Regions from separate parts of the Mus musculus genome. Here region 1 is linked to region 2. The links are chromatin contacts, called in public promoter capture Hi-C maps. All regions are on one chromosome and are shown on one strand. Each heading gives the region's core, a stretch centred on a gene start, on an enhancer-like site or on the middle of the called end of the contact. The rest is flanking DNA. Distances are from core to core; before and after follow the strand shown. Region 1 holds the start of Pptc7 (PTC7 protein phosphatase homolog). Region 2 holds the start of Ift81 (intraflagellar transport 81).

Evidence for each region. Promoter capture Hi-C pulls out the DNA fragments that hold promoters and counts their contacts.
Region 1: a promoter capture Hi-C map of the SN4741 cell line shows a contact between it and region 2, with 2.9 times the contacts expected there. The contact joins the promoter of Pptc7 here to the promoter of Ift81 in region 2. A contact is called at or near these places in 5 of 39 promoter capture datasets (HPC-7-derived erythroid cells, the SN4741 cell line, hippocampal neurons and 2 more), 2 of 484 Hi-C or Micro-C datasets (large pre-B cells and pre-B cells), 2 of 115 datasets of contacts at active chromatin or transcription factors (cardiomyocytes and embryonic stem cells) and 2 of 9 other capture datasets (adipose tissue and liver).

What each region holds. Positions count from the first base shown.
Region 1 is chr5:122,280,096-122,286,084 of GRCm38.p6, reverse strand. Pptc7 (PTC7 protein phosphatase homolog) reads right to left here and starts at 1,687. Exons shown (of 6, transcript NM_177242.4): 1 at 1,176-1,687. The coding sequence starts at 1,416.
Region 2 is chr5:122,610,360-122,616,731 of GRCm38.p6, reverse strand. Ift81 (intraflagellar transport 81) reads left to right here and starts at 2,188. Exons shown (of 19, transcript NM_009879.4): 1 at 2,188-2,294; 2 at 5,625-5,789. The coding sequence starts at 5,646.

The DNA of each region.
Region 1 (5,989 bases), core at 438-2,937, 330 kb after region 2:
TGTATCTTCAGCAAGAGCTGAAGGTCAGCCTGCACTAAACAGCAAACGAGCTACAAAGACACTGTTCACACGAAAAAGAAAGAAGGAGAAAAAAAAAACGGCAAACAATTACTGTCACAAAAACTATTATTTGCTCCGATGCCATATTTTGTCTAAGCCTATGAAGCTTTTAAGTAACCATAAACTCAATGTCACTGGAGAAGTGAAACCAACGTGACATTTGAACCTAGGCGCCAATGACAGTCTGTCCTTCAATATCAAAAGAAGAGCTTCCCGAACTGAAAGACCTTTAGTGGCATACAGGGAACTCTCCAAGGGCATACCCTAGGTAAAGTTTCTGACAGCTTGTGCATTTGTTTAGGCCTTTGGACAGCTCTCTCTCTCTCTCTCTCTCTCTCTCTCTCTTTCTCTCTCTCTCCTCTCTCTCTCTCTCTCTCCTCTAGTAACTGGGATAGATCTTAGGAAGCACCTGTGGCCTAAAAAGCTGTGACCGAGTCTCACAGCCTTTTTGGCTGCAGCCTACAAGCAGGTCCAGCCATTCTATTTTGGGTCAAGGAGACCTTTCTGCCACCCCCAAGTGACCTCAAGTAGACAAGCTGGGTTAGGGAGAAAGCACTGCTAGAATTTCTAACCAGGCCAGCAGTCCACCCACAACCCCACGGCCCTTCCCGAAAAGGATGGCAATCCGAGGACGGTCCAGGCAGCGGGAAGAACCCACGACGGGGGGCTGTGGGCTCCCCGCCGTCTGTCTTCGGGTCTGCTCCCGGATCCCGCAGCTGGGACCGGGCCGTGGCGTCAGGAGCTCGCCAAGAAGCAGGGATTCCCGGGGCGCCAAGAGGGAGGAGGGAGTGAGGCAAAGCGAGGTTAGCAGCCTGCAGGTGTCGCCGAACGAGGAGGACGAGGTCGCGTGGGGGCTGTGACTAAGAAGAGTGCGCGGTTCTGCACCGGGACGGACTGGACACATTCCCAAGGCGGTGACCTTGGGCACGTGGCTCCACCGCTCTGTCCCTCAGTTTCCCCATTTCTAAAGTGTGGGGATGGGGAGGGAGGGATCGTGAGGCAGAAAACGCATCTCGGGGCGCTCGGCAAGGCGCTGCGCTGCGCTCAGCGGAGGAAGCAGGGAAGACTCGCACTCCGGAGTCCCCAGGAGGCCGACTTGGGGCCGGGGGACTCACCCAGGACGTCGGCCGAGCGGTGGCGGGCCACGAAACACGCGTCGTCCCCGTAGCACGCGCCCTTCTTGAGCAGGCCCTTACGGAAGTCCTTGCCGAAGCCGCAGCCCGCCGTCACCAACCCGTAGTCGCCGCTGCTGCCACCACCGCCGCCGCCGCCGCCGCCCGCCCTGGGGTCGGTCTGCGACAGGCCGCCGAGCACGGCACGGGCCACCAGGCGTCCATACGACAAGACCGAGAACATCGCCGCCGCCGCCCCCCCGAGGAGGCGCGGGGCCCGGGGCGCCGGAGGACGCCGAGGCCCGGAGCCGGCTCTCTCCTCCGCCGCAGCCGCGCCGCCGGGGCGTTCCTCAGGGCGGCGCGCACTGGCCACTGCCGCCCCTGCCCGCCGCACGGGGCCTCGCACACGCTCTACCGCACGCACTGGAGCCAGAGCGAGGTCAGAGCCGGCGGCTCCTCCGCCTCAACCACACTGGGGTCCCGGCTGCAGCCGCCGCCGCCGCCGCCATCTTCCGCTCCACTAGCGTGTTCCGGGCCGCGCCGGCAGCGCCGCCCCCTCTCCGACCCCGCCCCGGCCCCGCCCCCTCTCCGCGGCTCAGGTCCAAGCCCCGCCCCCTCGGACTCGCAGCCCTATGTAGTCACCGGAATCGAGCGTGCGCAAAGGGTGTGGGCGCAGTGTCTCCTGGAAGTCGTAGTTAAGAGTTATAGTCGCTTTGGTCTTGGCTACCTGTGATCCAGGAGTTAGATTTACCAGAGGACTGTAAATTATTGAGAATGACCGGTAGACTGGGTTGTTGGGGGTTTTTTTTGGGGGGGAATTAGAATGGGTGTCCTGTTTTGATTTTTTTTCTCTCTCACCACCTTTTTTTTTCCCTCTTCTGATTTTTTTGAGATAGAGTTTCATCAAGCACAGGCTGACCTCAGACTCGCTCTGTCACCAAGGTTGGCCTTGGATTCCTTCTGATCTTGCCTACAGCTTCTCAAGTTCAAGGATTACAAATTATGTGCCACTATATCTTGTTTAACAGTTTCTTCCATACACACCACATACACACACCCTCTCTCTATATATATTCCTTTACATAACTGTAAGAAACCAAGATTGGGATTCTACACCATCTAGTATACTGGGTGAGAAACGGCAATCCTAACATTTCCATTATTCCTGTGTCTTGAAAGCCCCAGATCTAGTACCCTAGATCCTAAGTTTGACAGTCAACCTGGCCAAGCAGGTCTTTTTCCTGCCTCTGATTTGGAGGCCTTCAGAAACTGTGGAGGGCTGAGAGAACTGCCAAGATGAGGCCTCTTTCTCCAGCCACAGCTGCCTTCTCTTTTCAAGAGGGTCATCCCTTGGCAGAAAGAAGGGGTCAGGCATGATGGCCTATAGCTCTAATCCCTGGCAGTTAGGAGGCAGAGGTAGGCAGATCTGTGAACATGAGGCCAGCCTGATCTACATAGTGAGTTACAGGTCAGTTAAGGTTACATAGACACCCTGTCTCAAAAAAGAAAGAAAGAAAGAAAGAAAGAAAGAAAGAAAGAAAGAAAGAAAGAAAGAAAGAAAGAAAGAGAGAGAGAAAGAGAGAGAAAGAAAGAAAGAAGAGAGAGGGAGATAAAGAAGAGAGGGGGCACTTTCTATTTTATTTTTTCTAAAACTCTTGGCCTATTTGAACAAAGATCAAACAGCCTTCCCCAAATATTAACAATTGTAAGTTATTTCCCTAAGAAATTATTTCAGTTGAGTAACAGCAAAGACTCTTTATCATCATCATCGTCATTACTGTTCTTTTTTTTTTTTTTTAAGATTTATTTATTATTATATCTAAGTACACTGTAACTGTCTTCAGACACACCAGAAGAGGGCGTCAGATCTCATTATGGATGGTTGTGAGCTACCATGTGGTTGCTGGGATTTGAACTCAGGATCTTCGGAAGAGCAGTCGGTGCTCTTAACCACTGAGCCATCTCTCCAGCCCGTCATTACTGTTCTTAAGAGAACTTTTTAAGCTGAGCAGTGGTGGCGCACGCCTTTAATCCCAGCACTTGGGAAGCAGAGGCAGGTGGATTTCTGAGTTCGAGGCCAGTCTGGTCTACAGAGTGAGTTATTCTTATTTTATGTGTTTTTTCTACATGTGTGTCCTATGTCATGTGTGTGCAGTGCCCCTGGGGCCTCAGAAGAGAGCATTCGATCTCTTAAAACTGGAGTTACAGACAGTTGTGAGCAGCCATATAGGTGATGGGAATCCAACCCAGGTCCTCTAGAAGAGCAGTCAGTGCTCTTGACTGCTGAGCTATCCCTCCAGTCTCTAGTATTTTGTTGTAAAGACAGGATCTCCTATAACTTAGGCTGACCTTGAACTTTCTGTTTGCCTAAGGCTGACTTGAACTCAGTCCTGTTTCTCCTTCCTCTACAGGTCAATTGCCCAGCCTTATAAGCACACACTAGCATGCCCAGTTTATCTCATTTACAGTGTTGGTATGTGTCATAAACATATACACATTGAGGTTTCATTCCTAGCCAGTGTGGGTGGTGTATAAATGATCTAGGTCCAAAATACCTTTTCTAGCTATTTGGTGTTTCCTTGCTGACTGGCCTCCTGCCAAGCACACAGCTGCCCCAAAACCTTTCCTTTATTCTTTCTTCTACCAGTGAGGATGTAATTCCATATCTAAGGGGATCTTAGATATCTGTGTTCTCTGTTGTGCTCCCAGACCATGGGATTTCACTACAGACCGGGTTACTCAGGGGTGGAGGCAAATAGGCATCATATCATCAGGGTTTAATCTAATATCTGGCACATGGGAGAGAAGTTTGTAAATGTCTGATCTGTTTGGTAAAAGAAAGAACAGTGGGCTAGACCATACATACTATCAGAATGGAAGGAAATGTTTGGAAAGGTGGAATTCACAAACAATAGAATTGGCCTTTAGTAATCCAATGTGAAATAATTTGTAGTTTAACTTAATATTGTGTATAAGTGTATGTGTGTGCCTGTGTGTGTGTGTGTGTGTGTGTGTGTGTGTGTGTGTGTGTGTGTACATAGGCACTTGCATATCCAGGGTGTGGAGGTTGGGGGACACATACCATATGTATGCAAGACTGAGGTCAAAGGACAGCGATCAGGAGACCAGCTCTTCCCTTCCACCTTCCACGGGTTCTAGGAATCAAACTCGTGTTTCCAGGGCTGCACAGTAAATGCCTGAACCTATGGAGTTCTCTCTCACGCCATAATTTAAAATTGTAACATAAAAAAAAAAACTCATCCAGGAATGTTTGCCTTTTTCTAGATCCACTCTGAACAGCATTCCAGTCACTGCAGTCATTTAATGGTCCTTTTTTAAGATGCAGTGTTGTTGGTTTTTTTTTTTAATATACCTAAAGTCCTGCCAACTAAACACCCATTACTATGTCGCCTAATTACTCTTGTTCTTAAACACTTCTGCAGTTCACTTCTGCATGCCAAGCCCAAGCTCTTCTGTAACTCAAAGGTTCGCATCAGAACTAAGCCTGATAAATCACTTCCTATGATGAGTGGCTGGATATACAAAACAGAAGTTCACTTTGGAGATAAAAAGGGAAGCATTCACATCTTGCTTTGTGTGTGTGTGTGTGTGTGTGTGTGTGTGTGTGTGTGTGTTACAATACAATAACTGGCACATGTCCAAAAGAGGGGGCAGTGTCTCTCTGGAATCCTCTATCCTCTGTTGCTTGGCATTTCCGTCTCTGCCAACTGCGCTAAAGGTTGCTCTTTAAACCACACACACGCCACTAGCCAGTCCCAGCCAGCCTGTCAGGTAATCCTACCCCAAGGACAAGTTTTTTTTCTTTAAGACGGTATGCCAACCCGTTCCTTGCCTTGTCCGGCTCCCGCAGACCAATCAAACTTATTTTTCAAGGCAGGTATAATTACCCAATTTCCATGTCGGTCATGAAAACCGGTTGGATTGGGCCAGCGGGAAGACAGGTGGCTCGCTTGCCTGGCCTTTGCCATAACCTGTGTCCCCAGTTAAGTCTGCGGTGGCGACTTTGGGTGTCACGTGCCTTGAGTTTCCAGCCGCCGAGATTTCTGCCGACGGGTTGCTTTCTGAGGCATGTGGCAAACCGTCCTTTCTCAAAGTTCCTGTGTTCTTTTCTTGCATGTGCAGGGGAGGCGGGGGTAGGTTCCCTGGAATTATTGGTTCTAACGCCAGCTCTGAAGTTTCATCAGAAAAGCCAGGGGAAAGGACTTTGCAAAACACCTCGCGCTGCTCTCCCCTAGGGGGACAATTCATATCTGACATTTCACTGGACTTGAGAAACCCTGAGTTTTCCTCCTTAGTGGAGTTACATTCCTAGCACTTCAAGGATTCCTGGGAGGTCAGTTGCTGCTCTCAGAGGCCAAGAAGTGGTGAAAATACCATCCAGGCTCTTGGAGCACCTCTGTGGCATCAGGAAAGAGCTTTGCCCAGAGATTGCCAAGCCTCCGTTACTAATAGAAGAGAAAGAAAAGACACATATTTTCTAAAGGGAACTTCCTGCCAGGCCAGGCCAAAGATCTCCTCTGATTTCTATTTTGCTAGCCTAAGGAAAAGGAGCACTAGTTGTTAATTCGTGGTAGGATTTCCCAACACTGATACTATTGACATTTGGACAGGGTGTGTCTTTGACAGCCTGTTCTCAGCACCATAGGTGACTTGGCAACATCCCTGGCCTCTACCCGATAGATGCTGGTAGCACCCTGCCACTCCCAGAGGGATAAATGGAAATGTCTGAGCTGTTTCCAGATACCCTCGGGAGGGTACAATCGCTCTTGGATTAGAACTAGCAAGTTATGGCAACA
Region 2 (6,372 bases), core at 939-3,438:
GGAACTCACTCTGTAGACCAGGCTGGCCTCAAACTCAGAGATCTGCCTGCCTCTGCCTCCCAAGTGCTGGGATTAAAGGCATGCGCCATCACTGCCTGGCTTGCAAGACTGTTTCAAAATCAAATATGACCAAAAGCATTTTTTAAAAATTTAAAAAGGGAATCATCTCCGGGTCCGGGGAGATGGCTTAGGCATTAAAATCATGTGCTGCTCTTCCAGAGAACCCAAGTTTGATTCTTGTCACACACACATAATGGCTGGTAGCAGTCTCTAACTCCATTTCCAAGGGTCTGATGCTCTCCCTTCTGGCCTCCATGGGCACTGCATGCATGTGGTGTACACACACGCAGACAAAAACATCTGTACACATAAAATACATAAAATAAAAATGAACATATGGGGGCAACAGTCTAACATCTTTTGGGCCAATGAGAGTCTTCGCCGAGAACTTTCTGGAACACTAGGCTGCCAGGACAGGGGTAAGCCTCCCAGTACTAGCAGCCCACCAGTACTAGCAGCCCATTCAGAGCAAAGGGGGAGGAGACAGAGATGGGGGGAGAGAGCAAGTCAAGATGACAGTGAACTCTTAGATTAAGTCATACAGGAGTGATATGAACTTCCCAATGACACAGCATCTAAGCACCTGTTTTAGTTTGCTTTCTATTTCCGTAATAAACTACCATGACCAAAAACAACTTGGGGAGGAAATGATTTACTTAGTTTACAGATCATAGTCCGTCATCAGGAAAGAAAAGGCAGGAGCTTGAAGCAGGAACCACAAAGGAATACTTCTTACTGGCCTGCTTCTCCTGAGATTCTCAGCTACCTTTCTTACATCGGCCAGGCCCACATGCCCAGGGGTGGCCTTGCTCACAACGGGCCCGGCCCTCCTACACACAATAAATTAATGATGTAATAAAATAAAAAGCAAGGTCGGAGGTGTAACTCAGTGGTAGAGTTCTTTCCTAGCACAGGCTATAGGAGAACAGGATGAGGAGGTGGAGGAAGAGGGGGTGGAGCGGGAGGTGAGGTAGAAGTGACAAGCTTTCAGAACCGCTGTTAGAGCCTGTTAGAAATCTATTCAAAATCTCAAACACAGTTCAGTTAGAAGGTACCATTAGGAGCTTACATACCAGACTTGACCAGGCGTCTCTGGGGGGAAAAGAAAAGCTACCCACAGTTTGTTTCAGACAGAATAAGCAAGGTCTCTATGCTGTAAAACTGTTGCTAGGAATGTCTTCTTAGACTCCTCAGTGAATCCCACCAAGGAATCACAGGGTGAAGTCAGTTCCTCCTTTCGTCTGTAGCAGGTGGGGACACCACAATCTGTCTCTGTGGAACCTGTCTCTAGGTTTGTGTGCCAAGCGCCTTTACCAGTTGAGCTACCTCAACAGGTCATTTGGATTCTTTTTACTGGTCTTTAAACAGCGCTCTGTCTAATGGAGACATGACAGTATGATTCCTTCAGCCATCCCTGTCCCCCAGTAAACGTCACACATACTCTGTCATCACTGAGACATCTTGGTACATTTCTCTCCGTCCTGGGCTGTTTAACTATATTGCCTCTCTTTCCCCATCATCTCTGTGAGGACAGAACCAACCCTATTGGGTCTTGTTCTCTATTGCATTTCCAGCAGTCAGCAGTATGGAATGCCTAATTTATCATTTGTTAGCTTGAGGTTGTGGCAAGTCTGGTATTACATTTACTGTTTCTCCAAGGATGTCTGAGCATCTAACCTAGTTTTCAGAGTAGGCCTCCATTTGTCCCGGTCTGTCTCTCCTCTCCATGTCTGGGTCTCTCAATCCATAGTTTATAATTGTTCCATGCATGATTTAACCTGGAGATTCTTTCGTCGAAAACCTAAATTCGGAAACCACGCCCAATGCTTTCTGACCCCAAACCCTATCCAGTCCTGCTTCAAACAAGTCGCCCCAAGTTTGGTAAATAAATGAATGAATGAATGAAACAGCACACGCAAACAGCACAGGTTAAGCCCTTTGTCAAGGTGAGAACGGTAGACGGTTCGCAAAGGTTATTATCAGCAGGAGTCTAAGTGGGAATAACAGCCAGAGTCACCCTAGGCTTTCTGCAGAGGTTCGGAACCCCAGGTACCAGGGCCAAGCTTTCCAGCCCGAGGCTCCGCCCTCCGGTGTGCGCGCGCCCCCCTCCTCCCCGAGCCAGAGGAAGTGACGTCACCGCATGGCAACCGTTGCCAAGGAGCGGTCTCTAAGAACCCGCAAGCGCCCCAGTGCCTCCCGAGGGTGGGGAGGTGGTTTCGTGAGGAGGATTTGAGGTAACCCCCGCCAACTCGCGGTCGGGAACTCCGCGAACCCCCGAATCCCGTCAAGCTGCGCCCGCTCCCGGCCGGTGGCGGCAGCAGGGCCTGTCGGGGGGCGGGGGGTCGGCCGCGCGGGTCCCCCTCGGTCTCCGGGCGTCGCAGGAGGCCGTAGGCCTGCGCGCGCTGCCCCGGCTGGGCCGGATACCACGCGCGTCCTGGTTTTAATTCTTGCCCCGGCTCCCCCTGGGTGCTGCAGTGGGTGAGTGCTGGTGAATTAGCTCGGCCGGTTGCGCTGGAAGAGGGAGAGTAATTGCTTTTGCTAATTTTAGCGCGCAGCGCCCGGCGGGCAGCGACAGCCCTACCTGGTTCAAGAGCATCTCTGTCCTCTGAAAGCTGGTGGGGCAACGCAGCTCATTTCTTTTCTTAAAAAAGTTTGGAAACTTGGCGTGTATTAGTTGCGCATAATGGGTACCACTGTATTCACACATGCATACATATAGTGTATTCCATCACCCCATCCCCGTTTCTCGCTCTTCGCTTTCCTGCTCCCACGGAATCCATTTCCTAACCCTTCTCCCTTCGACTTTTTTGCCCCCACCTCACTCCCCTTTTCTTTTGGAGGTCCAATGAGTTTAATTATGGTTCCCCACCCTTAGCAACCATTAAGTTGCCTGTAATAATCGTGAGCCCCTCCCCTTTTCTTCTCTTGGCAACATTTTCTTGCTTATCCAGATATTTGGTTTGATTTTGTGTTTCTCAGAGAAGAAAAAGCCGTATGGACAACTTCTAAATTAGTTTAAATATATGTGGATATAAGGATGTGTATTATATTTTTACAGTTGAAAACTTGAGCCTCCCAAGTTTTTAAAAAGTAAAGATATTCTCTGTAATTTATTTATTTCTGGCTTGTTTTTTGAGACAATGCTTCTCTGTAGAGTCCTGGCTGGCCAGGAACTCACTCTGTAGACCAGGCTGGCCTCAAACTCAGAAATCCTCCTGCCTCTGCCTCCTAGCACTGAGATTAAAATTGCACACTACTATCCCTGAGATAGTCTTTATATATAAACTTAAAAAGAAACCTTAAATTTAGCAACCATACTGGTTGTGCCATCCTTTCTTATCTTTTAGAACAACTTTATTTCCTTCCTTCTAGCTTCCTTCCTCCTTTCCTTCCTTCCTTTCTTCCAAATGTCTTCTAAATGTAAGCTTCACCCACCCAATTAAAGAACCCATTTCATGCCAGACTTGGTGGCTCTTGATTTTAATTCCAGCACTCAGGAGAGAGAAGCTTGGTCTACACCGTGAGTTCCAGGCCAGCTAAGGCTACACAGCAAAACCTGTTTTAAAAGGAGAGAAAGAGAGAGAGAGAGAGAGAGAGAGAGCGCGCGAGCATGTGTGTTGGGGGGGGTGGAGTAAGATGCTCAGGGCTTACTTTATGTCTTGAGTGAAACAGTATCTGTCTCATAGTTTTAACTAAGAAAGCATTGAGATGACTTTGTCGTCTTGTCCACCTCACCTTTTCTAGTTTAAGAGGGTCTTATAGTGCAGCCCAGGTTGGCCTTAAACTTTGCCTCCTTCTTTCTCAGCCGCCTCACTTCTGGGCTTACAGTGTGGGGCAGTGCTCAGGAATAGCAGTTCAGTTTTGTTGCTGTGATTTTGACAAGGTCTCAAGGCGCCCAAGCGGCTTTGACCTCACACTAAGTAGCCAAGCAAGGGCCACCTTGAACTTGTGATCTTCCTGCTTCCACCTCCTGAGTGCTGACGTTACAGGCCTGCTCACGGACCTCCAGTTAATTCAGTGCTGGGAATCAAACCCAGGGCTTCCTACATGTTAGGCAAGCCATCATAAATCCCCAGCCCAGCACTTCATTTTAGTAAAGCAGTTTCCCTTGGTAAAGCCATTTCAGCTGTTAAGAAATCAGTTATTCAATTTTAATTAAAAATTAAAAAAATAAACTTTAAAATATTTATTTTATAAATATGAATGTTTTGCTTGTTATGTATGTGTGCCACATGGATGCCTAATGCTGCAGATGTTCAGAAGATCCCCTGGAAACGAAGTTAGGGGTACTTGTGAGTCACCACGTGGGTTCTGGGAACCAAACCCAGGGTACTCTCCAATGTTTTAAGGCTATGATCTTCCGTAACAGCCTTTTATGCTCAGGCTTCCAGGCTGTTTGTTTTGCTTTCCAGCTTGAGGCCAATGAACAAGTTCATTCAACCTAGTAGAAAAAAATCACCGCCTCAGTCTCGATTTAATGTGTTCAGAATGGAATTGGATAGATTCCTCATGGAATGTACAGTTTACCAGAGAGAGGGGGGGGGGGAGGAAGAGGAAGGCCCCTAAGAAACTAGAACAACATACAAAGCTGCCTAAGGAAAGCTGTGCCGGTGGTGTGGTGGGCACGGAGGACAGACAGGCTTTGTTCCTTGAGGATTTCCTGAGAGATTGTGAGTCCCAACAGGGCCTGGGAGAGTGGTGAGATCCAATCCAGCTAAGGAGGGAAAAGGAGGAACAATCATTGTTAGGCAGAAAGAGAACAGCGTTGATTGAACGTAGGTGGAAGCAGGAGCAGCGACTGGGCTCAAGTTTCAGAGTGAAAGGTTAAGTTGAGTTGGCTCATACAGATCTTGAGAGCTTTATTTCATAAGAAATGAGAAGCTTACAAATGATCTGAGGAGAGGTGGAGGCCAGAACACTGGAAACTGCTTCCTCACTGAAGGTAAAAGGAAACCAAGGCCTGAAATACACAGGGTAGCAGAGCTGAGGTCTACCAGGCTAACCCAGTCATAGTAACGTGGGGGCAGGGAGCGTTTGGAGACCTAAACAGCACTAAAGAATAGGCCTGGCCTGAAGTGTATGGGCCCCATTTGCATTCCCTGGTTGAGGCAAAGCACAGATATGGGCTCAGGGTTGCCAGATCTAATTTTCAAAAGGATAAGATCTGGATTCTATCATGGAAATAAGATTTTTTTAAAATATGAGGTAACCAATTAAAAAAAAAAAAAAGCTTGCCTATAATTCTGTCTTTAAGCCAGGGTAAAAACTGTATTGGGGCGGTTCTAATGTGGGTGGACATTATTGTCCATTTGTCTGTGTTTAGGTGCATCAGAGTTGATACTAAAGCAGGTTGATATTGAATATTAGCAGCATATACAGACTTCATACTGAAATCTTCATATTCTGATTTCTTCCAACAAAACTGTCTTGTCCTAGCATTATGTATGTAGTGCAGAAGTATCCCTCTCTATCTACTTCCTATGAATTTAATTCTGATTTTCTCCTGACATGTTAGCTACCAAGACTGAGGATTCCTCGCTCCTCTTTTTCTTTTCCCTCTGTAGTTTTAAGCTATAACATTAATCATGAGTGACCAAATCAAATTCATCGTGGACAGCCTCAATAAGGAGCCTTTTAAGAAGAATTATAACTTAATCACATTTGATTCTTTGGGACCAATGCAACTATTGCAAGTTCTCAATGATGTCCTGGCTGAGATTGACCCCAAGGTAAGTTTTCAAGATATTTCTTTGTAATGAAAAATGTAGGAGGATCGCCCACCTTTGCCTCTTAATTAACTGCCATGGGTGTGTGGAAAAGTCCATTCCTGGGTCTCATTTACCTGCTCGTAAGGAGGAGTTAATGAACTTTCAGACCACTCTACCAACTCCCATTTCTGTTACCTACCTAAAGGTTTTAGTTTTTTTACTTTTCATTTATTTTGTGTGCATGTGTGGGGGCATGTACATGCTGTGTGCATGTGTGGGGGCATGTACATGCTGTGTGCATTTGTGGTGGGTGTGTACATGCTATCAAACCCGTGTGGAGGTCAGAGGACAACTTACAGGCATCAGTTTCCTTTACCATGTGGTTCGCTGTGATCCTTGCCAGGCTCGGTGGCAGACCCATTTTTACCCAGTGAGCCGTTTCACTGGTCCCTCAGTTATCTACTTATTTAGACATTATTTCTCTTCTTCTAGACACAAATAGATTTGGTCCTGGAATAAAGATGTATTTTATAAAAGGCTTTATTATATTGCAAGTTAGTTCATGTCTCTTATTCACTTTCCCATTGGAGACTTTAGAAGCTTG